7 separate regions of the Mus musculus genome follow, and all the other regions are linked to region 6. The links are chromatin contacts, called in public Hi-C, HiChIP or PLAC-seq and promoter capture Hi-C maps. All regions are on one chromosome and are shown on one strand. Each heading gives the region's core, a stretch centred on a gene start, on an enhancer-like site or on the middle of the called end of the contact. The rest is flanking DNA. Distances are from core to core; before and after follow the strand shown.

Evidence for each region. Promoter capture Hi-C pulls out the DNA fragments that hold promoters and counts their contacts. Hi-C and Micro-C count contacts between places; a contact is called where the count stands out from the background. HiChIP or PLAC-seq counts read pairs in DNA pulled down with a chosen protein or histone mark.
Region 1: a contact with region 6 is called in an HNF4G HiChIP or PLAC-seq map of pancreatic cancer cells, with 5 times the contacts expected there. The contact joins the enhancer-like site here to the promoter of Mdga1 in region 6. A contact is called at or near these places in 10 of 115 datasets of contacts at active chromatin or transcription factors (craniofacial prominence, embryonic basal ganglia, embryonic forebrain and 7 more).
Region 2: a contact with region 6 is called in an H3K4me3 HiChIP or PLAC-seq map of embryonic limb bud, with 5 times the contacts expected there. The contact joins the enhancer-like site here to the promoter of Mdga1 in region 6. A contact is called at or near these places in 8 of 115 datasets of contacts at active chromatin or transcription factors (astrocytes, embryonic forebrain, embryonic limb bud and 4 more) and 1 of 9 other capture datasets (embryonic stem cells).
Region 3: a contact with region 6 is called in a Hi-C map of the N1E-115 cell line, with 8 times the contacts expected there. The contact joins the enhancer-like site here to the promoter of Mdga1 in region 6. A contact is called at or near these places in 3 of 15 datasets of contacts at CTCF or cohesin (large pre-B cells, pro-B cells and stem cell-derived epiblast-like cells), 23 of 484 Hi-C or Micro-C datasets (B cells, the HL-1 cell line, the N1E-115 cell line and 15 more), 16 of 115 datasets of contacts at active chromatin or transcription factors (astrocytes, craniofacial prominence, differentiating embryonic stem cells and 10 more) and 1 of 9 other capture datasets (embryonic stem cells).
Region 4: a promoter capture Hi-C map of stem cell-derived epiblast-like cells shows a contact between it and region 6, with 6 times the contacts expected there. The contact joins the promoter of Glo1 here to the promoter of Mdga1 in region 6. A contact is called at or near these places in 7 of 39 promoter capture datasets (the HPC-7 cell line, embryonic stem cells, hippocampal neurons and 2 more), 14 of 115 datasets of contacts at active chromatin or transcription factors (craniofacial prominence, differentiating embryonic stem cells, embryonic basal ganglia and 8 more) and 1 of 9 other capture datasets (embryonic stem cells).
Region 5: a promoter capture Hi-C map of liver shows a contact between it and region 6, with 2.5 times the contacts expected there. The contact joins the promoter of Cpne5 here to the promoter of Mdga1 in region 6. A contact is called at or near these places in 1 of 39 promoter capture datasets (liver) and 1 of 9 other capture datasets (liver).
Region 7: a promoter capture Hi-C map of pre-B cells shows a contact between it and region 6, with 3 times the contacts expected there. The contact joins the promoter of 1700030A11Rik here to the promoter of Mdga1 in region 6. A contact is called at or near these places in 2 of 39 promoter capture datasets (liver and pre-B cells).

What each region holds. Positions count from the first base shown.
Region 1 is chr17:30,548,866-30,552,354 of GRCm38.p6, forward strand. The region is part of intron 1 of Btbd9 (BTB (POZ) domain containing 9); the gene reads right to left. Among named protein-coding and RNA genes, the nearest start is that of Btbd9, 26 kb to the right of the region's middle. RefSeq lists an enhancer at 1-3,489. Within about 2 kb of position 2,061, at least 60 of the 459 cell types and tissues checked have an H3K27ac peak or open chromatin away from gene starts, as enhancers often do. A contact at or near this core is called in pancreatic cancer cells, where this site is marked.
Region 2 is chr17:30,633,174-30,637,249 of GRCm38.p6, forward strand. It overlaps Dnah8 (dynein, axonemal, heavy chain 8), which reads left to right. Exons shown (of 93, transcript NM_013811.3): 2 at 2,148-2,660; 3 at 2,769-2,903. The coding sequence starts at 2,193. Among named protein-coding and RNA genes, the nearest start is that of Dnah8, 8.3 kb to the left of the region's middle. Within about 2 kb of position 2,543, at least 18 of the 459 cell types and tissues checked have an H3K27ac peak or open chromatin away from gene starts, as enhancers often do.
Region 3 is chr17:30,588,423-30,592,299 of GRCm38.p6, forward strand. No RefSeq gene overlaps it. Among named protein-coding and RNA genes, the nearest start is that of Btbd9, 14 kb to the left of the region's middle. Within about 2 kb of position 2,234, at least 43 of the 459 cell types and tissues checked have an H3K27ac peak or open chromatin away from gene starts, as enhancers often do. A contact at or near this core is called in the N1E-115 cell line, astrocytes, cortical neurons and 5 more, where this site is marked.
Region 4 is chr17:30,610,527-30,614,242 of GRCm38.p6, forward strand. It overlaps Glo1 (glyoxalase 1), which reads right to left and starts at 2,133. Exons shown (of 6, transcript NM_025374.3): 1 at 1,942-2,133. The coding sequence starts at 2,025.
Region 5 is chr17:29,235,873-29,239,906 of GRCm38.p6, forward strand. Cpne5 (copine V) reads right to left here and starts at 1,918. Exons shown (of 21, transcript NM_153166.2): 1 at 1,741-1,918. The coding sequence starts at 1,835.
Region 6 is chr17:29,886,490-29,890,143 of GRCm38.p6, forward strand. It overlaps Mdga1 (MAM domain containing glycosylphosphatidylinositol anchor 1), which reads right to left and starts at 2,089. Exons shown (of 17, transcript NM_001368423.1): 1 at 958-2,089. The coding sequence starts at 1,024. Gm41559 (a long non-coding RNA gene) reads left to right here and starts at 3,412. Exons shown (of 3, transcript XR_003952341.1): 1 at 3,412-3,501.
Region 7 is chr17:28,904,012-28,907,943 of GRCm38.p6, forward strand. It overlaps 1700030A11Rik (RIKEN cDNA 1700030A11 gene), which reads left to right and starts at 1,254. Exons shown (of 3, transcript NR_045457.1): 1 at 1,254-1,288; 2 at 1,692-1,776; 3 at 1,993-2,760. Bnip5 (BCL2 interacting protein 5) reads right to left here. Exons shown (of 12, transcript NM_172450.3): 4 at 1,680-1,744; 5 at 1,244-1,484; 6 at 505-639.

The DNA.
Region 1 (3,489 bases), core at 811-3,310, 660 kb after region 6:
GGGCTCAGCAGTTAAGAGCACTGAATGCTCTTCCAGAGGTCCTGAGTTCAGTTCCCAGCAACCACATGGTGGCTCACAACCATCTGTAAAGGGATCCGATGCCCTCTTCTCGAGTCTGTGTCCGAAGACAGGTACAGTATACTTACATATAATAAATAAATAAACCTTTTTAAACGGGGGGGGGGGGCAACAAAAGAGGTGATAAGTTTATCAAAAGGGGTTGGTTGGTTTTCCCAAAGGGAATACAGAGGGACAGAGAGATGGCTCAAAAGATAAGGGCATTTGTCACTAAGCCTAATGACTCAGGTTGGATCCTGGGACCTACACATGGAGAAAATCAACTCCCCTGAGTTGTTCCTGATCTACACACACACAGTGGCACTCAAGCATGTGCATTCATATACGTATCTATATGTATGTATACACACACACACACACACACCCTGTATGAATGTTGGCAATAGATATTTCCAACTGTCCATGGTTTGAAGAACCCTGGTGCTGACAGTGTTTAGTTAAGACAGTGTTTAGTTAAGAATTAGCTACATGTATCCAAACTGCAATCCTTGGGAGGCAAGAACAACCTGCTTCCTGCAAATTTAATGAAGTATAAAACAGGTGCCCCACCTTGTCGGGTCTCAGGGCGTGAATATAAAATCCCAACTCAGCTGCACAAGATGGAGCCTGTCAACATTCACCCTCGAGAAGAGCAGGGCTCAGAAGGCCCACCCTTCCAAGCACTTACAGGCAGGGATGTAATAGTAGGGGGAGGGCTCTGGAGGCGCCACTGTCCTCCATGAGTAGAGGCAGCTAATGACTCCTAGGAAAGGAGACATTTCCTCAATGCTAGGCCCACTGGTAAGTTACCCACACTCCTATAAACAACCCTAATTAAACTCACTGGTTTGCAAAACAAAACCACAGGAGGTAGAAGCATACTGGGAGCCGGATCCTGGGGAGTTGCAGCGGGACTAGAAAGGGCAAGTGGGGGTGGGTATGTTGCATATCATATGCAAACTATATGATATGCATATATGAGTATGTCACGATGTAGGTGATTATGTGTATGTGAATAAAACAGACATAAGTAATTTAAATATCTCCATTATTTAAACTAAATGCTTTAATTACAAAGTTTTCCTTGGGGCTGGAGGGAAGTTAAGAGCACTTTGGCTCTTGGAGAGGACTGACCGGCTACCAAAGGCCTCATTGGGCAGCTCACAACCACGTGGAACTCTAGCTCCAGGCAACCCAATGCCCTCCTTTGACCTCTGTGGCTTATCTGTGCACATCCACAAGATATATTCACAAAGGCACACGCACACAAATATTTTTTTAAGTGAAAGGGGAATATGGTTTCCTTTCCTCTAGTCTCAGTCAGCCCCAATTACTAGTGGCTACTTCCCAGCTTTCTTTTCAAATAGGGTTAAGCACAGCAAAGCACTGTGCTGTGCAGAGTTCCCCACTGTTCTCAGGCTAGACACACTGCAGTACAGGGAGCGCAGTGCAGCCCTCAGAGCCCACACAGCTCAGCCACAGCACTGCAGCACCTCACCACCAAACAAAACTCCCGCTCTCCTGTTCGTGGGGACAGAAACCACTGGTCCTCTTCCTAACCCTTCGGTGCCATTTACTTTGGAGGAGCCTGTGTGCTTCTTTCTAGTGGGCTGAGGCCTCTGGGAGAAACTGAAAGAATGAAAATTGAGAAGGAAGCCATTCACAGGGCTCAGTTCCAGGGATATCTGCTTCTCAACTAGCACTCACGAACTGGTGAAGGCTCACCACACTCTGAGCTAAGCACAGCACAGCCACAGGAGACTCTGAAAGAGGAGGTGACAGTGACTCCTGAATACCAAGAATTCCTCTCTCTTCACTGTGTAGGTTACCCAGAGCTCATACATCAGAAGATAAGTAACTATCCTTCCCCATGACCTCCCTCCACTGTATATTTCACTGTATATTTCAGTATAAGGCATTCACAGTTCCTGGAGTTGTCAAGTCTTTTCCCTAGAAACTGCTGGAGTGGTGGGTGGCCCACAAGTGCCTCTCTACTCTGAAGGTGTCTATGGAATGCAGCCAGAGCAAACAAAGCATACTGAGTAATTCCCTGTTTGGAACGGGAAAGGCACCTCACAACTTCAGGATGATATGAGAGCAAACTTCTCCACTGGTACCCCAACTCCACCTAAACCCCAGTCAGAAAAGAGGAGCTGGAGTTGGGGGGGGGGGCTTTTTTTTTTCAATGCCTCTTCTGCTGGCTGACTCCTCTACAGACTAATGTCTGACTCCTGTCCTCTGAAGCTGCAGTGACAGTGGCCTTATAACAACACACATGGCTACTGAGCTAGTCCTGTGGCTAGTCCAAAGAAAACCACTGTCAAAGCTGGAAATACACATCATATTGCAAAGACTCAGCACTGCACTTCACTCAGCAGATGGGAAAACACTATTCTAGATCTGAGGACTCATCAGTCACTTCCCCGGCTCCCTGTACTTTCTCCTTCACATGGTTCCTGGGCTTTTGCAAGTGCACACAGGGCAGCATCCATCACACCTCTGGAGGCAGCGGGGCTTTAGAACAGGGCATCAGAGGATATCGAAAGTGATGGTGCACGCCTTTAATCCCAGCACTCGGGAGGCAGAGGCAGGCAGATTTCTGAGTTCGAGGCCAGCCTGCGAAAAAAACAAACAGAAAGAAAGAAAGAAAGAAAGAAAGAAAGAAAGAAAGAAAAAAATTTACACTGCCTGGGTTCAAGCCTTGGCAGCACCATTTAATAGGCTGTAGCTTTGGACATATTAGTTAACATCCTCCCAAACTACACTTTTTAAATATTCTTTATAAAGAATTATTATGTCTGTGTATGGGGGAGGGGCAAACGAGTCACAGCATATGGGAGTGGAAGTCAGATAACTCTTTGGGGTCCCTTGGGCTCCAGGGATCTAACAGAGGTTGTCAAGCCTGGGTGACAAGCACTTTACCTGCTGTGAACCATCTCACTGGCCTAAACTTCCCTTTTGTCTTCTACACAATGTAAGTAATAGAGAAACACTACTGTCCTGCATGCAAGGAAACCTCACCCATTTACTACAGTTATGACCACCGCCACCCACCACCAGTACACATGAAAAAAAGGACAGAGCTAACAGGAGCTGGAAAGATGGAAGAAGGGTAGCAACCGTGGCAACTCCAGAGCTGACGCTCTGATTAGTGCCAAAGAGATACAGTGGAAAGGCCCATGTTGGCATATAAAGAACTAAAGAGACTGAAATCAGAGCCACAGACACAAGCTCTATGGAAAAGTCCTGTGTTCGATTTCGATTCACCATCCTCAGTGTTCCCACATAACTCAGAAAACATGACTACACAGGGGCAGAGGAACCAACTGCTGTCCACAGTTGTGTAGGGGCATTAGCTAGGGCTCTGGGCAACCTAGCGACTACACTTGAAGTCTTCTGAACTCCATTCCACCTATCAATGTTCACAGCTCC
Region 2 (4,076 bases), core at 1,293-3,792, 750 kb after region 6:
ACCACACAATGTGGATGATAAAAAGGGAATCAAATCCTCTGCAAGAGCTGAATACGCTGCTAACCACTGAGCCCATGATCTAGTCCTGTGACAGAACCTTTCTGGGAATCCAAACTCCAGCCCTACGGTTTTTTCAGAAAGTGTTCTAACCGCTTAGCCATGCCCCAGTCCCTATTTATTTATATTCGAGATGGGGGTCTTGTAAAAGTAACTTTCATTCACCTGATGTAGTTGTCTCCAAGGCTCAATGCCTCCGTTGGCTAACCTAGACTTAGTCCTGGAAGCTTCTAGCCTCCATACAATCTTGTCTAGGCCTAGAAGGTTTTCAGCCTCTGAGATTTACTGCTGAGTAAGCTCACCGTTTCTAGCTCTTTCTGAATGAATTCTTGTTGAGTAGTCAACTCAGCTGTTGTGGCTCAAACTCCTTTCCATGCTGCTGACTGACTCCATCTGGCTTCTCTCAGCCCCTCCTGAATTGCTCTGCTTGGCCTCATACTAACTAACGTTGGCAATGTGTTCTAAGCTTCTGGCTCCTCATTCTCAGGTTCATTCTGTCTTGACCTGTATCTAGCCTGTTGTCTCTGCAACCTGCCTCCGTACAACTGTCCCAGGAAAACTGTCTCCCTCTTTCTCTTTCTGCACTGCTCTCTAGTAGCTGCCCTTTCCTCTCTCTTCTCATGAGAGTTGGGCTTATCCTATTCTGTCAAAATCTACCTCTGATCCGTCACTTTGTCTGCCACTCAGTTAGACATCACTTTCAAACATGGTTGCATGCCGGGCGTGGTGGCACACGCCTTTAATCCCAGCACTCGGGAGGCAGAGGCAGGCAGATTTCTGAGTTCGAGGCCAGCCTGGTTTACAAAGTGAGTTCCAGGACAGCCAGGGCTATACAGAGAAACCCTGTCTCAAAAAACAAACAAACAACCCATGGCTGCTTCCTTCTACAAGCTACCTTTACCTTCATTGTTTGGGATGAAAGGTATGTACTAAGAGCATGTCTGTATTCCAGCCAGAGGGATTAAAGATGCATGCTAAGGAGCCACACCACTACTAGAGACATGTATTTTCGGCAAATGACACAATCTTGGGGTTCAAGTATGATAGAATATCCTGCAACAGGGTCTCATTATAGTTCAGGTTGGTCTCATATTCATTATGTATCTGAGGGTTACCTTGACCTTTGAATCCACCCTCATCTACATCCCAAATGATATTACAGGCCACTACCACTGCCTTATGGCTCACTTAATTTTTAAAACCACTATACAAAGCAGCAGGATTCATAACATTTTATTTATTCATTCATTTATTTTGGTTTTTTGAGACAGGGTTTCTCTGTATAGCCCTGGCTGTCCTGGAACTCACTTTGTAGACCAGGCTGGCCTCGAACTCAGAAATCCGTCTGCCTCTGCCTCTGCCTCCTGAGTGCTGGGATTAAAGGCGTGGGCCACCATGCCCAGCTCACAACAGCATTTTAATGACCCAATTCTGAAAATGGTATAGTTTTCTAGTACCAAAGCAAAATCAAGTGAGCCCTTCACCTTGAGAAAAACAAAACAAATGTATGCGTCTGTTGTCACCTTTAAAAATCCCCCTCTTTAGGCTTGAAACCTTAACTTGTGCAGATCCTGTGGAATAGAAGTAGATGATTTTGTTGTTAACTGTCTAGCTTTAAGGGGAATGTCCTATTGTGCTCTCTGCTGCTTTGATAAACCCCATGATCAAAAGCTACTTGAGGAACAAAGGGTTTATTTCATATTTTCAGATCACAGTTCACCACTGAGGGAAGTCAGGGCAGGATCTCAAACAACAGCGCTGGTAGAGACCATGAGTGAAAGCTGCTTACCGACAGCAGTCTTGCCTGTTCCTAGTCTTAGGAGGAACCACCTTTTCTATACAGCCCTGGCCCAGCAGCCTAGGGATGGTAGCACCCACAGTGGGCCCTCTACCATCAATTAACAACCAGGAAACTGTTCTACAAACATGCCCACAGGCCAATCTGATATAGATAACTCCTCAGTTGAGATCCCCTCTACCCAAAGTGTGTCAAGCTAATGACCAAGATAAGGCATCACTGGGAGAAATAAAAACACCCAATGGTCAAGTTATTTGCACACTTCTTAAGGAAAAATAATTTCTAATTCTAGATTTCAACGTTGAAGCTCTTCTGCTGAAGAAAACTACACTGAGAAATGGAGTCTGAGGAAGGCAACGCAGAGCCACCCCCTCCGAGTGAAGAGGCTCCTCCTCCAGTTGTAGAGGAAGCTCCGCCCCCTCTCCCTCCAGAAGACACTGCCCCTCCCCCTCCCGAGGAGCAGGCCCCGCCCCCTGAGGGGGATGCTGCCCCGCCCCCCACAGGAGATGCCTTCCAACTCACTGTGGAAGGAGAAGCTCCGCACCCCGAGGATCCCAAGCTCCTGTCTGAGCAGGGTCCTGCTACTTCCGTGACTGACTATAGGAGTCTGATTCCCTCAGATGAGGAGGTAACACTGCCGGAGGATGAGGAGTCTGGCCAGGCCAGGGTCCGGGCGAGGCACACCCCTAGGCCTGCACAGTCGGTGCTGTCAGACGGGATTTCGCAGTCTTCCCGGCGGCCCTCTAAGTTCCGCCGAAGTATGACTGGCATCCCAAACCTCCAGGAGACCCTCAAAGAGAAACAGGTTTGCAGCTGATAGGGCGTGCCATGGGAAACCCCCGAGACTTTCCATTGTTTGGAAAGACATTTCTCCATACTTCCATTTTTTAAAATATGTTTTCACTTCTTTTAGGCAAGATTTAGAGAAGCAAGGGAAAACCGGAAAATGAAAATTGGCCCCTCGCATAAATACATATTTGAAGTTCTAGGAGAAAAGCTTGGGTTGGACTTAGTAACTGTGGAAGAACTAATTTTGGATTGCCCGTCGGTAAGCTGAAGTCGTGCCCGTATTTGTTTTCCCCTTTGTTTTGGGGTGTGTACGAGTGTGTGTGTGTGTGTGTGTGTGTGTGCGTGCACGTGCGGGCGCACAGGAGCATGTATGCACATGGACTGATGGTGCCTTTCTCTCCTACCCTCCACCCTGGAGATGTGTGTATTAGACCAGAGGCGCCATGGTGCACAATTAGCTGGAGACAGACTGTGGTTTACCAGGTCACCAAAGTTCCCCACTATAACATACCTTGTGGTCAAGGCTGGCTTTATAAAGGTGAGCTGTGATGCCACACAGCCTCCTGGGTTTGGTTTATTGATCTAATGCAGGTGTCTTGATAGAATTCTTCTTCCCACTACTCTTCTTTTCCTTTTTTCTCTTCTTCCTCTCTGTGCCTTTTCTTCTTTCCCTCCTCTTGTGATTTTTAGTTCCTCCTCCTCCCCCTCCTCTGCTTCCTCTTCCTCTTCCTTCTCATACATCCTCCTCCTTTTCAAGAAATACCTTCTCCTCGACAGTCTTTTGCTTCCTCCTCCTCCTCCTCCTCCTCCTCCTCTCTCCTCCTGTGGTAGGAGGGAATCTACCCCAGGACTAAATACACATGCTAGACAACTACCTTATACCTGAGCCAGCACCCTCCAGTCATCTTGAAGTTCTCATGCCCTTCATGTTCATTTTGCCCCAGCCATGCCGATTTTTCAGGCAGTCTTGGCTATCAGCAACATTGTTACCTTAACACTAAACGAGTTCTCTTTTGACATTCTCAAGCTGTGTTATAATGTCCTCCCTTTCTAATGCCTAGCTGGGCTCCTGTGGTATCTCTGGTAACATGCCTTCCTACACTCCACATAGAGGCCAGTGGGGCCTATGGCCATCAGATGAAAGGAAAGCCAGTTTCAGAAAAGGGATTGCTCTGTAGGTCTCTCCACCATCCCTGTACTTGCTGAAGGAGGAAAGCACATGGGTTGAGTAACCTTGCTTTCACCTGGAAATTGCTAGGCTGTGCTGGCAACCTCCAGATTGGAAGCCCAGTACCTTTGCTGGAGGCGCAGCCACAGAGATTGGGGCCTGCCCATTGCCTCCAGGGGAGAAGGACAGCTGTGGCTGCGTGGGGTGGGATTGCAGGGTTGGAGAGCCAGCTTTAGGGATCGCCAGTTGGATTTTTGAGCTTGT
Region 3 (3,877 bases), core at 984-3,483, 700 kb after region 6:
GGAGGCAGAGGCAGGCAGATTTCTGAGTTTGAGGTCAGCCTGGTCTACAAAGTGAGTTCCAGGACATCCAGAGCTATACAGAGAAACCCTGTCTTGAAAACCAAACCAAACCAAACAAAACAAAACAAAACTGAAGGTGTAGCAATGGAAGAAGATAACCCAATGTCTGCCTCTGACCTCCACACATTCTTTTTTTTCTCCCCCTCCCTGCCACACACACACACATACACACATACACACACACACACATCACAGCAACTACTTATTCAAATATTCATTTTAGAACCCTCTGCTGGCCTATTCCATCAATGGGGTCTAGACACCGGTGTTTCAATAAACCCCAAGTGATTCTGACACATGTCCAATTCTTCAGATCCACAAATGTCCATCTGATGCTAGAAACTGCCACTGATAGACCCACATAGGGTGGTTAGTATTGATTTCAAACCTAGTTTACTCCTATTGATATTTTTGCTCGCTACCATCCTGTCCGTTCTTCTTCTGAAGATCATAATTTTTCTCAACACTGCGACCGTGTTGTATCCCCAGCCTTGTTCTACACAGACATTTAATATGATTTTGTGCCCCCAATCATGCTCTGAACACTCCATTAAATCTTTATATTGTTACATGACACGATGCCGAAAACATTAACTCACCTCCTTGCATGTCTTGTTAACTCACGGCCCATATCCATTCAAGCAGCTAGACCATGGGCCCCGCAGTGCCAGGCAGGAACCTTGAAGCTTTGGCCTGGGAGGGGGGTCAGGAAGGACAGCCCTGAAGATCAACGGGTCCCTAGGTAGAGACTTTCTATTCCTGTAGCTAACCGAGAAAAGGGAGAAATCACAGCCCTGAGATGTAGGCCGTCTGTCGATCTGGAGGGGCAGAGGCTTGCTTGTCTTTGGCTTCTGGACACAGCTTGAGGAAGTTAGCAGTACACTTGGGGAGTTAGGGCTGGGAGGGGTGTGCCTAGGAGACTATAGTTTTAAAATACAAAATGAACATTAGCCAAAAAAGAAAAGAAAAAGAACACTGCTTCAGAGTGAACAGTGGGCAGTGGATGAGAAAGCGCTGACTTTCATGACTGTTTTCTACCTAACCTGTTTCAGCTTTGTTTGTTTGTTTTGTTTTGTTTTGTCTAGACAGGGTTTCTCTGTGTAGCCCTGGCTGTCCTGGAACTCACTCTGTAGACCAGGCTGGCCTCAAACTCAGAAATCCACCTGCCTCTGCCTCCCAATTGCTGGGATTAAAGGCGTTCGCCACCACCGCCCGGCTTCCCTTTTTTTTTTTCCTACTGTAAAAAAGTAATGCAAGCAACAAGCCACATTTAATTTAGAAATTAAAACCACTGAATATTTTCTAGGATGTAGAAAGCCACAGCATTAGCCAAATAAATAAAGCATTTGAAAGCCTTTAAACTCTTAAAGACTATTGTAAATCTAATGTGCTTTAAAATACACACACACACATATATATATGTATATTTTTTAGAATTATGTTTACCCTGTGTGTGTATGTGTGTTTGTGAGTATAGAGCCCAGAAAAAGATGCCAAATCTAAAAAGGTTGATGTGAGCCACCCAACATGGGTGCTGGAAACTCAACTCAGCCACTGCTCTTAGCCCTGTCTTCAGCCATAATGTGTATTTTGATGACATTTATGAGGTACCTATTTTATTACAGCTCTAAAAGTCCTGGGTATTAGCATTTTAAAAATATTCTGGGGCTGGAGAGATGGCTCAGTGGGTAAGAGCACTGACTGCTCTTCCAAAGGTCATGAGTTCAAATCCCAGCAACCACATGGTGGCTCACAACCATCCATAATGAGATCTGATGCCCTCTTCTGGGATGTCTGAAAACAGCTACAGTGTACTTACATATAGTAAATAAATAAATCCTTTTAAAAAATATTCTGTAATATGCTAACATCAGTAGGTCTCATTTGGGGGGTGCGGTTTGAGAAAGGATTTATCTATGTAGCCCTTGGCTGTCCTGGAACTTGCTCTGTAGACCATGCTGACCTCCATCTGCCTGCCTCTTCTCCCTGCTCCCTGTCCCCCGTCCCCAACCCCCGAGCACCGGGATTGGAGGACATGCACCCCCACCACCTGGACAGTAGGCCTCAGATTTATGCACTTGCTGTAATTTCTCTTAACTATTGACTGGATTGAGCTGAGTCATCACCATTGAAGAGAAGCCTGCTTAAGCACAGCTAACTGTCACTAGCTGGCTATTCTGTGTCGTCCGGGTTACTGTTTCCTTGGTGTTACTGCTCAACTGTCCGTTACTAACGTGTTCCATTAGTTGCCTCGAAATTCTAAGTATGCAATTTAGCAAAACACTACATAAAACACTGTATAGAAGGGCTCCCGAAGACAAATGGCTCAGGTATGTAGCTGCTGATCAGAGGTGGAAAATCCCCGCTGTCCGTTGCCGGAAACTATCGAAGTGAAGACTCTGCCCATTCATTCCCTTGGAAACGCTATCAGGACCCATTCCTCTTTGAAGAAACTAGAATCAGAAATCTTAAGAAAGACCAGTGGTTTCAGCGGAGCAGTACTGACCCCTAGGGGTCATTCTGGAAATGTGTGGGGGCCCGTTTTCAGTTGGTTTGACAAGTGGTATTTAGTGGAGGAGGATGTTGGTTGGTGTGATGTCATTCAAGTTGGCATTTAGTCTAGGCTCCGCCCACAGTTACCTGGCAACAGCCAGGTGTGCCTGACTCACACCCCCTCCTCTCTTGCTCCCTTCCCCTTCCCCTCTCTTCTCATTCCCCTTCCCCCTCTCTCCACGTGCTCATGGCCAGCCTCATGACTCCTCAGTTTGGAGTTTCACATAGTTTATTTTCCTCTGAAGAGAACAGTGTAGAAAAGGAGGTGGCCGGAGATTAAGTTTACAGGAGAGAAGTTGACAAGCATAACCTCAGTAGGCTATGAGTTATGTTAGTGATCTTGCTGGATACAGTGGCCTCGGGATGAGAGCATTTCACCTGCATTTCAACTCCCACTTAAAGAAACAAAACCTCATTTCAGCATGTCACCACACAAAGTCAGAGCCCCCCCCCCACTGGGAAATGGTAAATAAGTAACATCACATAAAACTGTTGGTCTTCCAGAACGTAAGGAGATCAATTTGGCTGCAGAGCCTTGGAAAACACTTTCAGCCCTTAGACAAGTGAGGAATCCCAGGTTACTTCCTTTCAATGGCCGTTTTTAGTGGACACACAGCACTGACTGGCCTTAGCCATCTTTGATCATATATGTGTCAAGTGACGGGATGAACAAGCTGTAGGTATCAGGACTTCTTGCAGGCCAACTCTGCAGTGCATGCCCTTGGGCCTTCCCATGCTTCTAACAGCATCTTGAGAACAAAGGTCCCTCCACAACCAAGTTGTCAAGGTCTGTGTACTATGCTATGGGACAACTCTGGGGTCCTTCGAAATTCCTCTGACTAGGCCCACTCCCCAAAATGGTACTTGGAAATGAGCTCCTACAAGGCAAATTACTTAGGTGGAGCCTCCTGGAATGGGATGCATGTTGCAGTAAACTTCTGCCCCGAGAAGGCACAGTACCTGTCCACAAGGCAAAGTGCCTGTCCACAAGTCAAGAGGACCCTTGCCAGACACTGCAAAGGCTGCTGCTTCATAAGAAGTTGCAGCCTGCCGGGCGGTATTGGCGCACACCTTTAATCCCAGCACTCAAGAGGCAGAGGCAGGCTGATTTCTGAGTTCGAGGCCAGCCTGGTCTACAAAGTGAGTTCCAGGACAGCCAGGGCTATACAGAGAAACCCTGTCTTGAAAAACCAAAAAAAAAAAAAGAAGAAGAAGAAGTCGTAGCCTCCTGCAGTGTGAAAAGGAAATGTTCACACGTCTATAG
Region 4 (3,716 bases), core at 883-3,382, 720 kb after region 6:
TTCCAGTGGTCCTGAGTTCAAGTCCCAGCAACCACATGGTGGCTCACAACTACTGTAATGAGATCTGATGCCCTCTTCTGGTGTGTCTGAAGACAGCAAGACAGCAACAGTGTACTCTCATCTTTATAAAAAAAAGGATCTCCCTGAGATTTCTAGTTCATTCATTCATTCATTCATTCAGTTTTTGTTTGTTTGTTTGTTTGTTTGTTTGTTTTATTGGGTTTGTTGGTTGTTGTTGCTGCTGCTAAGCACTGAATTCAAAGTCAAGCATGCTCCCTACCACACCACATTCCCAGGCCCTAGAGTCTTACAGTTTGAACAGCCTGCTACCTAAAATCCCCAGTTACCTAGGGAGTCAACTGACACAGAACAATACCCAGAATCCGGGTGTGCTTTGTAGAAAATAGCACATAGCCCAGCAAGAGTTTTAATCTTTTAATCTCAGCACTTGGGAAACAGGCAGATGGATCTCTGTAAGTTTGAGGCCAGCCTGGTCTATACAGCAAGTTCCAGTACAGGCAAAGCTACATAGTGAGACCCTGTCTAAACAAGAAAATGTGTGTGTGTGTGTGTGTGTGTGTGTGTGTGTGTGTGTGAGAGAGAGAGAGAGAGAGAGAGAGAGAGAGAGTGGGGGGGAGGGAAGGATGGATGAACAAATTTTCAGTAATGTAGGAAACCAATTCACATGGAATGAACCAATTTATAGTGTATAAAATATCTAGGAGATCAACGATATGGTTCAGCTGCCAAGGCAAAGACCTGAATTTCCCAATACCCACAAATATGGAGAGAAAGTTGTTCACTGACGTACACACGCATGCACACACACACACACAATGTTAAAAAATTAAATGCATACTAAGGTTATGTATGGGTAAATAGAAGGAATGGGGAGAAGTGTGTGTGAGTGTGCCTGTATTCGGCCTTTCCTTCCTGCCTTAATTTTGTAGTGACTAAGAGTGTCCCTAAGTACACACCTGGTGCTAGTCAAAAGCTTTGGCAATTACAGTATGTCTGACTCTTGTTTGCCCTTAAGGCAAAGAACAAGCAGGGACCAAAGTCTTCACCATCTATCTGCCCCTCCTAGAGGTCTGCATAAAGCCCACATTCAATCCAGGAATTCACAATGATGCAGCACCTAATTGAATATAGGTGTTTACTGGCACGGATGACTATACAGGAATAAATTCCTCCGTCAGCCACCACGTCTAACTTTTGGCCATGCAGAGGCAGGGACCACACCTGAATGAGTCTTGCCTACTTTACTGTAAGTACAGCCGTGTTTAAGGGAAAGTTTTTCAATGCCATCGGTTAAGCTCCTTACTGGTTGTAACTACAAAACGAAAGGGTCCGAAGAAAAGTGTCTAAGATTCCCTCCAAGTCGAGGTCCTATTTATTATCTGTAATCTCTCCAGAGACTCTTGGTGGACAGAAGTGTGGACTTGAGCAATGGCAAAGCCAAGCAAGCAAAGGCAGTTAAATTCGAGCAACCGCAGTAGTTTGGAGGAGTGAACCCTGGCGGCAAGGCGACTACGAAAAAGAGTACGGCTGAGAGGGACCAGTTACAGAGGGGCCCCTTGAGCTATACAAGTTCTGAAAGTGCCTGCCCGTCTAAAGGGACATGGCGCCTAAGCCAGGATAACTGCACCCACAGACACGGAATCTGACCCTGAATCGCCCTGGCTTCAAGACACCGTGCCCAAAATAAACAAGTTAACGCACTCTGGGGGGCGTTTACAAGTTTTGAAATAACTTTCTGAAGATGGGGATCCCTCTGCACTGTCCCCCCGCCCCTGCCCCCATCGCCCTCTTTCCAGCTCACTCCACTGCGCCGTCAGCCGGCCGACATGCAAGCAGCGGCCAGACCGGGTTAGGATTCCGTCAGGCAGGGCCAGAGCCCCAGGTCGCTCCAGCCGCCGAAAAGGAGGCCCTGTCACCCACCTTGGTGCTAGGGTCTGGATCGGAGCAGCAGCTGAAAGCGGTCTCATCAGTGAGGCCACTGGACGCCGGCTGTGGCTCTGCCATGGCTGCCCTGGAGAATCACCAACCTGCCCTAGTAGCAAACAGGCCAGCGGACCACACGCTCCACAAGGCCCGGGGGACGCCTTTGCAGTCGGCTGAGTGACAGGCCAAGGGGCGGGCGGACGCGGCTCCCAGCCAACCACGGTGCACATGGCTGTTGGCTGTCTGCTGATTGGATTCCAGTGAGTCTGGTTCAGCATGGCGAGACTACATTTTCCAGAATGCCATTGTGCACAATAGTGGCAACTCTTAAAAAAAAAAAAAAAAAAAAGTGTTAGGAACCTGATTTTGCTTATAATTACAAAACTTGAAAACTACCCATTCCTCGGGGCGGCAACCTCATAGAAAATTTCAGCCTGGTGGAAATTACGCTTTTTAGAATAATGAGAGCTTGAACTGGGTGTTAATCTTTTTAAAAATTGTATAAGAACCTGAAGCCAGGATAATTGAAAACCATTCGAATTTAGGATTTTGTTTTTGTTTTCAAGCAGCTAAGTTTAAGTATTTCTTCCACTATATTTTTGCCCGGGGAGCATGGGGTACTTACTGGTCTTCCCAGAGCCTCCTTGGAGAATGTGTGTAGAGAATGTATGTAGAAAATGTGTGTAGAACCGAATAACTGTGGTTTGACTATGCAGTATACACAAACCACCTGAGTTTGAATGGGATTCTAATGACTCACTTCTACACACAGAGTATGTGTGTAGACAAAACTGATGGGATGTCTTATCTAAAATTAGCTTTTAAAATGTGGTGAATGGTACAGGTATGGTGGCTCACATCTGTAATCCCAGTCATTGGGAGGTAGAAGTAGGAAATTTAAAGCCAGTGTGGGCTACATAGTGAGTTCAAGGCCAACAATGGGCTTCATGTGACTCAGTCTTAAAAATAATTAAAGAAGCTTTGGTTCTTGGTGAATCTTTCCTTAATCTCTCCCTCTCTCATCCCCTCCCCTCCTTCTTGTTTATCTATGACCACATGATTAACACTAGGGAGAGAAATGTGACAGGAACTGATAACTCTAATGTAACAGAACATAAAGAAGACAAACCTGGTCTTAGGAGAAAGAGGTATAGGTCATATACATGTAAGGCCAATATAATAGGTTCTGTGTGCAGAATATGTAAAAAAAAATTACAGATCAATGAAAAATACAAACCAATAAAAAGTGGCAAAGAGGAGAACAGGCAGATTGCAAAACAGAGAACACCGTGTGTGAAAATTGACTTCAGTTTTCTAGTACATAGGGAAGTCCCTTCCGAGGCCTTCAGGTTAAGTTTTTAAAGTAAAAACCATCATGGTTAGTGTGGAAGGCAGAACACTGGAATCAACAGGCACAGCTGGCAGAAATCTAAATTACTAGAAACCTGTGGGGAACCTATTTGACAGCAGTTGGTGGAGCTGAGGGGAGCCCATCCTAGGACTCACTGCTAAGTATTTACGCTAGACAAAGATTATTATACTTATAGTCCACGTGACAAACAAAAGAAACAGCTGAATAGGGGGGGTGGAGGGGACAGGGCAGAGAGTGGCAAAAGGTACTTGTTAAACAGTAGGAAACTAGGTAGGTGATTATTTTCATAGACTGGATTATGAGACATAAATGAAAAAAATCTGCCAGAAATTCATATTCTAAAGTGGATAGATTCCACAAATAGAAATAAAATGAGTTAGCTGAGGCTCTGGCTCCATTA
Region 5 (4,034 bases), core at 668-3,167, 650 kb before region 6:
ATCTCCCTGTAGTGCTCAGGCCCACTGTGCACCAAGCCCGTGAGCTACCTCTGTAAGCAAGGCTTTCCTGGGAGGAGGCAGACTTCCCAGTTGGGAAACTGAGGCTTAAAGTTGGTCTCAAGTGGCAAGTGAGGAATCCCTCACAAGATGTCTGACTCCAGGTCTCACAGTTATGACCCTTCCTCTCCATGGAGTGGAAGACTCTTACGGGAACGATCCCGTCTCCCATGCTCACTCAGAGGCTCTGCACTCAGGGTCCTGGAGATGTAGAAGCCGGTGCTGTAGGCTGGTGTCTTTCGGGACAAAAGGATGCCCCTGGAAGTGGAAAGCACAAAGCCCTTTCCGGGTAGGGAACAGGCTGTTCAGGAGCTCAGAGGTGGGAAGGCTCTGGGAGACAACTCAAGAGTCTGAAGGCGACAGGCGTGATTGAAGGCGGGAGGCAGGGCTGTGTGCAGAAGGAGGGCAAGCTAACAGCTGCTGACAGCTGAGGAGGTGAGACAGAGCTGATGGGCCATCAGGAAGCTCCCAGCAGAGTAAAGGCATGTTCAAATTGTCTCTGTGTGGGACTGAGGTGTGGGGGATGGACACACATCTGGGAGTCACCGCAGTAGTCCCCTAGAGAGCCTGGCTGGGGACACCACCTCAGCAGCTCTCACTTCAAGTCCTCAGGAGGCAGTTTCCCAGAATCCATCCTCTTTCACACCCGAGGCTAGCATCTCGGGACATATGGACACTTGCCCAATGTCTCAATTCAGTAACTCAGAGATGAGGTGGACAATATCTGACCCAACAGCACCATAAAGCCAAGGTGCGTGGTTTGGAACAAGGGTGCGATGGGGCTCTGGAAATGCTATATGGGCCATTGCCAGGACCTCCAGTGAGTTATATCTGGACCACAATGTTCTTCACAAACCTATCAAAGCAGTGTGCCTAGGGCCAGCCACATGCCTGTCCAGCCTCGGGGCAGCCTATTAAGAGAACCTGAGAGGCCCAGCCCCACAGAGAAGGCCAACCAGTATGGCATTACTGGGGACTTGGAGGTGGCAGCCTACAAAACAAACTCCTTCCTCCCCCTCTTGCCTGGGGATTCTGACACTTCCTCATCAGCCCTTCGCTCCTTTGGCTTAAGATTTTCCCATCAGAGTTACTGGTTTTTAATGGCGCCACACCACTCCTAAGTTCGGCAAGGCTTCCTGCTCTCTGAGACTCTTGTCCCGGTTGATCCTTCTTGCTGGAGGCTAAAGCAAGAGGCTTTCAAATCCTGGGTTCTAAGACAGTGGAGGAGAGGGAGAAGGCTGGGGCAAAGGCCAGGGTAGGGGGAGAAAGGAGGTCACGGGAGGCACAGAGGGTCATGCCTGGGAGGAATGGCGCCAGTCCCTCTCAATTCTCCTTTTGGGGAAAGATAAATCAGGGAGAAAGCCAGAGTGGAGACCCTGGAGCGGCTCCTCCCCTTCCCACTCTGCTGCTGGGACCCCTGTTTCCGTGTCTTCCTCCTGTCCTGGAAGCAACAGCTCCGAATGCAAACTTTCTGGGAACCTGACCCCTGCCTGGCTGCCCATTCAGCCATCGCCACCCGCCGCTGGGCAGGGGGTCTCCGAAGACAGGCAGCGGGGCGCCCGGGAGACGAGAACAGTGAAAAGCAGGCTCGCTAAGCAAAGGCTGAAAGCTACAGAGAAAGAGGGATTCCGGCCCAGGGGCGGGGCAGGGTCCCCCCCCACCCCCGAACCGCGGGCGGCTCACCTGCATGACACCGTGATCTCCACCTTGGTAGCCGGGATGCTGCCCGCCAAGGAGTCGAACTCGCTGAGCGACGCCATGTCCTCGGGTTGCTCCATCGCCCACCGTCCCCCCACCCCACCCAAATTAGTCAATATTCCTGCGCGATTCACGCCTCCTCCGGAGCGGCTGCAGCCCTGGGCTGGGCGGCCAGGGGAGGAGAGGAGCGCGAAGAGGGGGCGTGGGAAGTGCGAGCGGGAAGAGGGCGGAGAGCGGGGGCCCGAGGAGAAACGGGGCGCGAGAGCTGCTGCGGGGAGGGGGGGCGCGGCGAGGGAACCCAGGCGCAGCGGGGAGGGGTCCCCTGAGGGGGCGTGGGGACTCGGGGATGGGGGACGAGGACTGAGCCGCCTCGGGCTTGGGGCGCAGCGCCACGTCCTCTGCTAGGGCTCCGGCTCCGGGGTGCCCTGGACTGCGGGAAAATCAAATGTACCCTGAGTCGCCGCCAGCGCCTCCCGCCAGGCGCGCGCAGCGTGCGGGGTCCGCGGGCGCCGGAGGGGCCGCCCGCAGGGGCCGGGGCGGGGCCAGGGCGGGGTCTGCGCGGGGCGAGTGTGGGAGCAATGTGTGAGTGTGTGAGTGTGCGCGCGTGTGTGTGCACGCGCGTGGCAGGCGTGGGGACGCGGCTCCGGATGACGGGGACAGGGCTGGCGACAGCCAGAGACGGTCCCAGGGCGCGCGCCGCCCTCTGCGCAAGTTCCCCCACCCCACTTGTCCAGCCGGGGTCTGCGTGCTGGGGGAGGGGAACGGTCCAAGGGGCACCTGTTTGGGCAGCGTCTAGGCGGGGTTCGGGGAAGAGGGCTCGGCTGAGTGTGCGCACCGCCACCGGAGGGTCTAAGCCCTCCACCCTCCACCTCCTTTTGGGGAGGCGGCGATCAGCCTGGTGCCAGGAAGGCTGGTCTGGTTTCCGACGTAGGGTGGGTCAGTGGGAGCTTGCCCATCTGCCTCTGGTGTCCGCAAAGCCTGGTCTTGGCTAGTCGCCTGAACCTTTACCCAGCTCCTTCGTCGTCCTCCTCCTCCTTCTCTCTTCGTGACCACAGGGGCCGAGCCAACCCCCGGGTCTGTCTGGAAGCTTCCTCCACTAGACCAAGTGGCTGGCCTCAGCTCCCTGGGCTTTGCAACCAGCAACCCAGTATACCAGGCTCAGAGCCCTGCACTGGGAAGCGAGGGGAGCGTCAAAGCATCTCTCAGGCAGACTTCCCAGGCTCAGCCTGCCCTCTGGGCCTGGGGTTGCAGCGCCAAGCCAGCTGTGCACGGAGTTTCCTCTCCAGCAAATCCACCCGTGGCCCCTCCTCAGCCTCGGTGTAAGCTTAGCTGAGACAAGACGCGCGGAGCAGCGGCAACTTCCTCACCCACCACCTCATACATCGTGGATGCCTGTCGCTATCGGTGGTGGCCTTCTGGCAGCCGGGCATTCCGAGCAGGTGCACCCGAACGCCGTTTGAAATCAATTTTCAAAACGTCAGTCAGAGCCCGAGTTGAAGACAAACAGAACACCTTCCTTGGACCTGCACAAGTGATTCCTGTTTACCTAGGGCTCCAGATCAGCTGGACTCAGTTCTGTTGCCTGGGGCAGACAGCCAGGGGTGCTGGATTCCCCCAGGATGAAGGAGAGGGGACAACTCACTTTTGGGTTGGGCCTGCACAAAGAACACCTCAGTCTCTGCTTGTTTTTTGTGGGTTTTTGTTTGTTTTGTTTTTTATTGTTTTTCAATTTTCAATTGATTTTAAATTTAGAACAAAATCAGTCTGAGCCCCAAGTGAGCTGCTAGTCAATATGTCTAAAACTATCACTATCGTCCAATATGGTGGTGAGAATGAGTCTAAGGAGACGTTCACACCCAGGACGGTGCTCGGCCTGTGTTTGTGGGACGAGGACAATTTCTAACGCCATAGAACGGGATGGTACCAGGGCAGAAAGATGTGAAGTGACTTGCCAAGATTTAGGATTAGGAACGTGATTTTATTTTTTTCATCATTTTGTTTTGTTTTTCAAGACAGGGTTTCTCTGTGTGTAGCCCTGGCTGTCCTGGAACTTGCTCTGTGGACCAGGCTGTCCTCAAACTCACAAAGATCTGCCCTACTCTGCCTCCCTGGCATGATCAAAGGCATGTGCCACTGCTACCTAGAAGGGATGTGGTTTTTTTGTTTGTTTGTTTGTTTGTTCTTTTGTTTTTTTGTTGGTTTTTGTTTGTTTTGTTTTGTTTTTTCGAGACAAGGTTTCTCTGTGCAGCCCTCCCTGGCTGTCCTGGAACTCACTTTGT
Region 6 (3,654 bases), core at 839-3,338:
CATTAGAAAGTAACTACAAAGCCCACCCTGCGGTGAGCAGAACGCAAAGTCAGGGCCATGGGCTCTGGGGACTGACTGACTTTCTGTGCTGTGCACGTCGGGAGGATGACCCTGGGTAGTATTGAACCAAGGAGTCTTCGGTGAGGAAACCCGCGGCATGGAGTGGAGAAAAGGTGATCAGAATACTCCATGGCGCGACTGAGCTTGTCTTGGGCATCCAAGAGCAGAGCTGCGTGGCGGGAGGCAGGGTTTAGACACGTAGCCGGATGGGTGCGAGCCGTGTGTGCGTTTCCTGAGGACTGTGGCTGAATGTGTCTGTGTGTGCGAGCAGGCAGAAGGAAGCTGGGGCTGGGGTTCTGTGGTTGGGAACCAGCGACAGGAAGAGCTGGCTCAGGAGAGGTCTGAAAAGGGATGCCGAGAACAGTCGGCGCCTGGGCTAAGGGATGCCCAACAGCTCAGACCGCCAAGAAGCTAGAAGAGGCGATCGAGCCGCGGCCACTGCCCGGAAGGCGAGCCAGCCTCAGGGCCGCGGTGCTGGAGAGCTTCTCGCCCGCCAGCCGCGCACAACTCCGGATCGCTCATCGCCCGCTTCCACTCGGGAGGCTGAGCCGAGGGAGGAAAAGGATTCCGTGGGAACAGCTGCCCCAGCCCAGAGCTTGGGCTCTTCCCGGGTCTCCTGAGCTCACTGTATTATTCTCCCAAGACTTCCGGATCTCTCTAACCCCTGGAAAGATTTCGGAAAGCCGAGACCTTACCCCGGCATCCCCAGCCTCACACCAATAGCCTAGGACCGCTTCTTGGGCTCGGGAGCAGCCTGCTCGGTCTCCCGGCGCCCAGGCGAGGGCGGAGACGCGGCCATCAGTGCATCCACCAAGCCCCGGCAGCGCGCACTTTGAGCAAGATCTTGTAAAGTTTCCGGGCGGCTCCGCCAGGGTAGAGCGGGACGCTGGCTCTTACCATAGACTCCTTGTCCCCGACAGTGGAAGGGGATAAGCGCCAGAAGTAGAAGACAGGTCACCTCCATCTTCACGGCCAGTGCTTCATCCCCGCGAGGCGGCGCAGCCTGAGAGGCGGCGGGGGGCGCATCCGCCGGGGCACCGCTTTGCCCTCTGCGTTCCCTCCTTTTCCCTGAGTCGCGACGGAGAGGGCGGCGACCGAGACTAGGAGTCTGAGCAAGCCGCGACTCGGCTCTGTCCTCTTCCCACAGGGCGGCTGCCCGGGTGGAGACGCAGGGGGCGCTGCCCCAGACCTTGAAGCCTCTGCGCACCGGGCGCAGCAGCCAGCTCCCTGGCCCAGAAAGCTCGGCCACCGAGCAGTCCTAGGTCCCCAGGGCTGTCCACCGAGGGTGCTGAACGCGGGGGGACCTCTCTGCTGCGGCGGCCGCGCTCCGATCCAACAGGCCACCGATGCCTGACAAACTTGTCTTTTCCCCGCCCAGGGGACGCCCCTCCGCGGAGCCAGGCCAGGAGGCCCGGACTCTGCTTTGGTTAATCCGCTGGCTCCAGTCCTGCAGTAGGTGTGGAGGGCTCCGCAGCCCGACCCAAGGGAGCCGGGCTGGGCGCCCTTCCCGGAGGCGAGGGCGCCGGGTCCCGGTCCTCTGGAGCGCTGGAGCAGCGAGGACTAGGTTCGGCAGCGGGGCGAGCGCTCCGGGTCCCCGAGTCCGCGAAGTTAGCCGAGCCGCCGCCGAGGAATCCGGGGGAGGCGATCGCGTCCCGGCGCCCCCGCGGGAATCCAGAGAACGGTTCCAAAGCAAGAGGGACCGCAGCCAGCAAGGGAAAGAGGAAAGTTTGAGTCCTTTGAAAATAATTCGCGCTCTTGCGGAGGCCCGGGCTCAGGAGCTGCTGGCCGCCTCCTCTCTCCCCGCTCCTCTCCCGCCGTCTGGCCGCCGCCGTGGCATTCCCGGGCTCCGCGATCTCGGGAGAGCGGGGCTGCGCCGCGCCCCAAGTTGGGCGTCCCCGCCCCCCTCCCGGCGGCCTGGGCCCGAGAGGGCCCCAGCGGGCGGGGCCGGGCGGGCTCCGGGGCACCGCGGCCACTCCGGCTCCGGGGCCGCGGGAGCGCTCCGCTCGCTCCCTAACTTGGGCTTCGCTGTGCTGCTTTCTGGTCCCTCCGAGCTTTTCATTCCGCGCTTCCTCCACCTCCCCATCACCACCACCCCGCCTCCCGCTCTCCCTCCTCCCTTCTTCCCTCCTCCCATCTCCGCGATCGGTCTCTCGCTCTCCCACCCTTTGTCGCTCGCTCGCTCTCCTGTTTGATTCCCCTCCAGTTAAAAAAAGGGGAGCCAATTAAAGGCAGCCCAGCTCGCCCGGCCCAGCCTCTGTCCAATTTCCTTGCTTCCCCCAGGACCAATTAGAGAAAACAAAACAGGGCTGGGGGAAGCAGTCTCTCTCTCTCTCTCTCTCTCTCTCTCTCTCTCTCTCTCTCTCTCTCTCTCTCTCTTTCCCCGCCCCCCCCATCTCTCTCTCCCTATCTCCGCCTCCCCCACCAGCCCCCTGGCAGAAAAATGTCAGAAAGCAGCAATGGATCCATCTATCCCGAGGACAGTAGCGGGAACGTGGGTTCGGCGCGGGCTCTGCAGCCGCGCACTCGCACACGCTCTCCGCCCTCCCTTGCACAGCCCAGGCTGGCAAAGCCCTGGCCGGGTGCAAACGCTCGCCGCACGCTCGCCGGGCAAGCACCGGCGGCTGGTTGCTGGGACGCAAGCCTGCAGGGCACTGGACACTTAATGAATGTTTTGCACTTTGGAGAAGGTGATACTGGAGCCTAGGATCGGAGGGAAAGGCCAAGGCGTCTGCTTCTCCTAGACCAGAGCTGGCGCGAGAGGCGGTTGCCTGCTGTCGCTCTGCAGGGATGTTGGCTCGGCTTGGGAATCCCGCCACCTCCACCACCACTACCCGCCCCTGGCAGAGCCCCAGCCCCTTTCCAAGCTGCCTCGGCCTCTCCCCGGGTCGGGCGCCGGGGACGCTGCCAGAGGCACTGAGGAGGAGGACGCGCTTGCAGCTTGCAGTGTCCTAGCTGAGGCCCACAGGTTGCCAACAGGTTTGCCAGCAAGACCCCAGTGCCAGAGCTCCACAGGGACACCCAGGGTCCCCTTCAGCCCGCTTCTCTCAAATCCTGCCTACCCGTGAGACCTCAGGCGTGGCCAAGTGCCCTAGGGGTGCTCGCGCTTCCTGCAGCCAAGCCGGGAAGCCTGTCTCCCCCCACTTCGAGACTCCGTCACCTTAACCCGGCCCTCCCCGAAGCTGTGACCAAGATGTAGTTCCTTCCAGACGCCCTTGGGGAGGGGCGTGGGCTGGGCAGAGAGGCGCACGACCTCCCTGGCGCCTCCGATAGCGTCCTCCCTCCAACCCGGTCCTGCTAATCTTACCTGCTCCACCTGTCGCCGTTATTTATCTCGGCGTGAGCGCAGGGATTGTACTAGAGCGGCCCGTGGGAGCGCGGACAGCACAGCCGCAGCAGCTAACAAGCTCGGAGGTTAGATCCTGTTCAGGATCTGCTGCAATGGTGGGTCCATGACCTCAGGCATCTGTCCAAACTCAAAGACCTGTTTCTGATCACCCAAAGAGTTGATTCTCTTGCATGTAAATCAGCGCATGAATTAAAAATATTAATTATAAATCCCTCCCTCTCCAAGCCCACTCCCACCGGGATGTTTCT
Region 7 (3,932 bases), core at 4-2,503, 980 kb before region 6:
GAGTTCGAGGCCAACCTGGTCTACAGAGTGAGTTCCAGGACAGCCAGGACTATGCAGAGAAATCCTGTCTCGAACAAAAACAAATAATAATAATAATAAAACCGATAACTGTATGGAAACCTCCCTTCTGTGTTCTCAGCCCCTTCCTGGCACCACGGCAGCTCTCAGCCGCCCACCTAACGGCAATAACCACGCTCGGTAGCAACACAACCTGTTGGCTGACAGGCCGACCCTGCTATACCTTACAGGCAGTCATTCAATTAGAACTTCCAGCAAATCTCAAGGTCCAGCCTTGCAAAATGGGGAAACTGAGGCTAACGGGTGAAATGTGCTGTCTCCACAGCCCGAGGCCTCCCACAGAGAGACTGAAATAGGCCTTGGCCTCCCTCGCTCTGCCTCAACTTGCCCTTTCCAAATGGCAGAGTCTAGACAGATGGGCTATTTGCTGGAGGTGGGGGGGTAGGGGTGGCGGAGGGGGGTGTTTCTGAGGGGCAAGGGACTAACTGGATTCGGAGGCTCTGTCCAGCAGTGGCTTCTCCTCGGGTCCCTGAAATATGGCAGCTGGTGTGTGGAGCTCAGAGGGATGGGAGCCTCCACCATCTACAGACGGGACCTCTTGGAACTCAGGCGCCTCCAAGTCTGGGAAGCAGAAAGTCACAGTCAGTGTGTGTGTCAGCCACGCCCAGCAACCTGAGCCTGGGCAGGTGCCAGTGTACGCCACCCGTGGGCTCTGCAAGGCTTGCAAGGCTATGCCGGGTCTGGGGCTCTGTTTGCGGACCCCGACCATGCTCTCTGCATGAAAAGAACTGTCTTTCCTTGGCTTCTCTTTTTCTTTCCATGGGGTTTCCTTACCTAGCCGCTGTTTTCGGTTGGTCCACTAGGGGGCAGAAGGTGCCTGGCTCCGTGCCACGAATGAAGAAGAGCCATGGCCTAAACCGCCTTGCATGAAAATCTCTCCTCTTATGACCCCAAATCCACGCTCTCCTGACAACGGTGTCATACAAGTCTAGCCCCCATCCACCCTAACGCCCACGAAGAGCCAACGAGACCAGCCCTTCTCCCTCCGGCTCTGGCTCTGAGGGATCCCACTTGTACCCAAGTGAGACCATGTGGAGGGGAAAAGCTTTGATCTCTTCTCCATCTCCATCCTCCCTACACTGCTCAAGGCATAGTGTGGGCATCAGAAAGATTCCAGAGCAGGAGGCAGCTGCAGTTGCTATGGCAACTGCTAGAGCCTGCTTACCAAGGCTGCTGGAGGTGGAAGCTCGCTGGCTACTAACACACAGGGGTAGGAAGCTGGGCCTCTTGGGCCGGGTTTCTGGGCCCAGGGTAGTGGCTGTGCCGACTCTCTTGGGTTCCTCAGAGGCAGGCTTCTTGAGGGATAAGACTCTCTTCAGGCTGGACTTCTTCTCCTGGGATTTCTTCCTGGGGAGTGGCGTTGGCTTTCGTGGAGGAACCGCTTCTGGCTGAGGGATTTGCACTTGCTGTGGGGAGGAGAAAGAAACTGGGTTAGATCCCTGGCCTTGAGGAGAGGCGAAAGGCAACCCCAGACAGGGCCGACCCAGAGCGGGAGGTGGCTTCTGGAATTAGGGAGTGGGGCTAACTGGACGGGGAGGCGGGGCACGAACCGGGAGCTGCAGCAGCTCTGCAGGCGCTCTCTGATGCCTGCGCCTCCTCACCTCTTCTTCCAGTTGGTCTCCAGCTTTCTTGAGCAATTCCACAATCTGCCAGATGACATCATCCTCTGCAAGAGAGCATGGGTCCCACCACTCCTAGGTATGCAGACAGTATCCAGATCTGGACTCCCAGGGAGAACGAAACCAGCCTGGATCCCTCAGGATTGAGGTTCCCCAATACCCAAAGACCCTCCCATCCCCCCCCAATACCCAAAGACCCTCTCATCCCCCACCATCCTGACTGAATATGGGAAAGTATTTTTGAGGCAAAGTATGACTTTTTAAATGTGTTAATTTTTTATAATTCAATTATTAGGGAGAAGAGAAACACATGTGGCGATCAGAGGATATCTCTCGGAAGCCAGTTCTCTCCTTTTATTATATGGGTCCCAGGAATCAAACTCACATCATCGGGGCTTGCTGGAACATGCCTTTACCCTCTGAGCCATCTCACAGCCCAAAGCATGATGTTTTATGCAGGGATTTAAGGCCCGATGTCCACCTGCCCTGTCAACTGAGCTTTCTAGATCTGGGAACTTTGAATTGGTAGTGGCTAAATCACTTTCCCCTCCGGATCTTTACAGCTTTCCCTGCGAAATATGGGTCACAATCTCTCATGGGCTGTCAGGACATCAAACAAAGGAGCAGGAGTTAGAAACATTTCCCAAGGCTGATTCCAAGTCTTCCAGCCCCACATAATAACAGGTCCCTATCCTAAGGCACAGAGAGGACATCAGCTGGCGCTCCACAGGTCACACTGGACCTGCCCCATGGCTGCTTCCACTACTCCTCACACCAGAACATTTCCTTGGGTGGCTTGTTTTGCCTTACACAAGGGTGATGTGCCCACTCCACTAGCTGCACCCCAAAGGTCTGTTTGCATGAAATGTCAAACTAACAAGCGACTCTGCCCCCGGCTTCCTGTTTCCTGACACTATCTACAGTTCATTTTCCTCTCAGGCAAGGCAATGGTAAAGTAAATACCTTACAAACTGGCCACAGAAATGCCTTTCCATCCCTTGCATACCCTGCCTTTAAAAATGCCGCCCTCGTTTTTAGACAATTAAATGAAGAGGGTATTGTGAGGTGTTCTGATTGTGTATGAGGTTGGACGCACTACTGAGAGACGGGTGTTTAAGTCTGTATGGATGAAGCTTCGTTTTATTCCCTGTAATTCTGCAAGAAGATTCAGAGCACACTGAAGGCTCCTCACTGTGGCCGTTGGACAGTTCTTTCCATTTTTCCATGTAGCTGCCTTGTTTAGTTAAGCCCAAGACCTTTTACCTGCTAACACAGGGTCCCTGTCTAACTACACCTTTAGTCTCTATTCAATAGATAGGTGGTAGGTATAATAGATAGATAAAGATAGACATAATAGATGAATGGATAGATAAGATGATAGATTAGATAGGTTAGATAGATAAGATATAAATATATAAAATAGAATTGGTGATAGATAATAGATGGGTGGATGGATAGATGGATGGATGGATGGATGGATGGATGGATGAATAGATAGATAGATAGATAGATAGATAGATAGATAGATAGATAGATAGATGGATGGATAGATGATAGATAGACTAGATGATAGATTAGATAGAATAGATGAAATAGGTAGATAGGCTAGATAAATAGATGACAGATTAGATAGATGATAGATGGATAGATAGATGACAGATAGATAAATAGATAGATAGATAAATAGATAAATAGGGTCTCATGTAGCTCCAAGTGGCCTCTGATTCACTACATAGCAGATAATCTTGAACCAATCCTCTTGCCTCCACCTCCCCAGTGCTGGGATTACACGTGTACACTACCACAACCCAATTACACAATGCTGGGGATTTTTTTTTTTAAAGAGGGAACTTTTTTTTTTTTTTAGATTTATTTATTTATTATATGTAAGTACATTGTAGCTGTCTTCAGACACACCAGAAGAGGGCATCCAATCTCATTACAGATGGTTGTGAGCCACCATGTGGTTGCTGGGATTTGAACTCAGGACCTTTTGAAGAGCAGTCAGTGTTCTTACCTGCTGAGCCATCTCTCCAGCCCCAATGCTGGGGATCTAATGCCAGCTTCCTGATGCCAGGCAAGGGCTGTGCAAACTGAGGTGCATCCCTGCTCTGTCTCCTACATATTTCAAGATATATTTTAAGAAATTGAAGGCCAAGTGTGGTGGCGAATGCCTTTAATCCCAGCACTTGGGAGGCAGAGGCAGGTGGATTTCTGAATTCAAGGCCAGCCTGG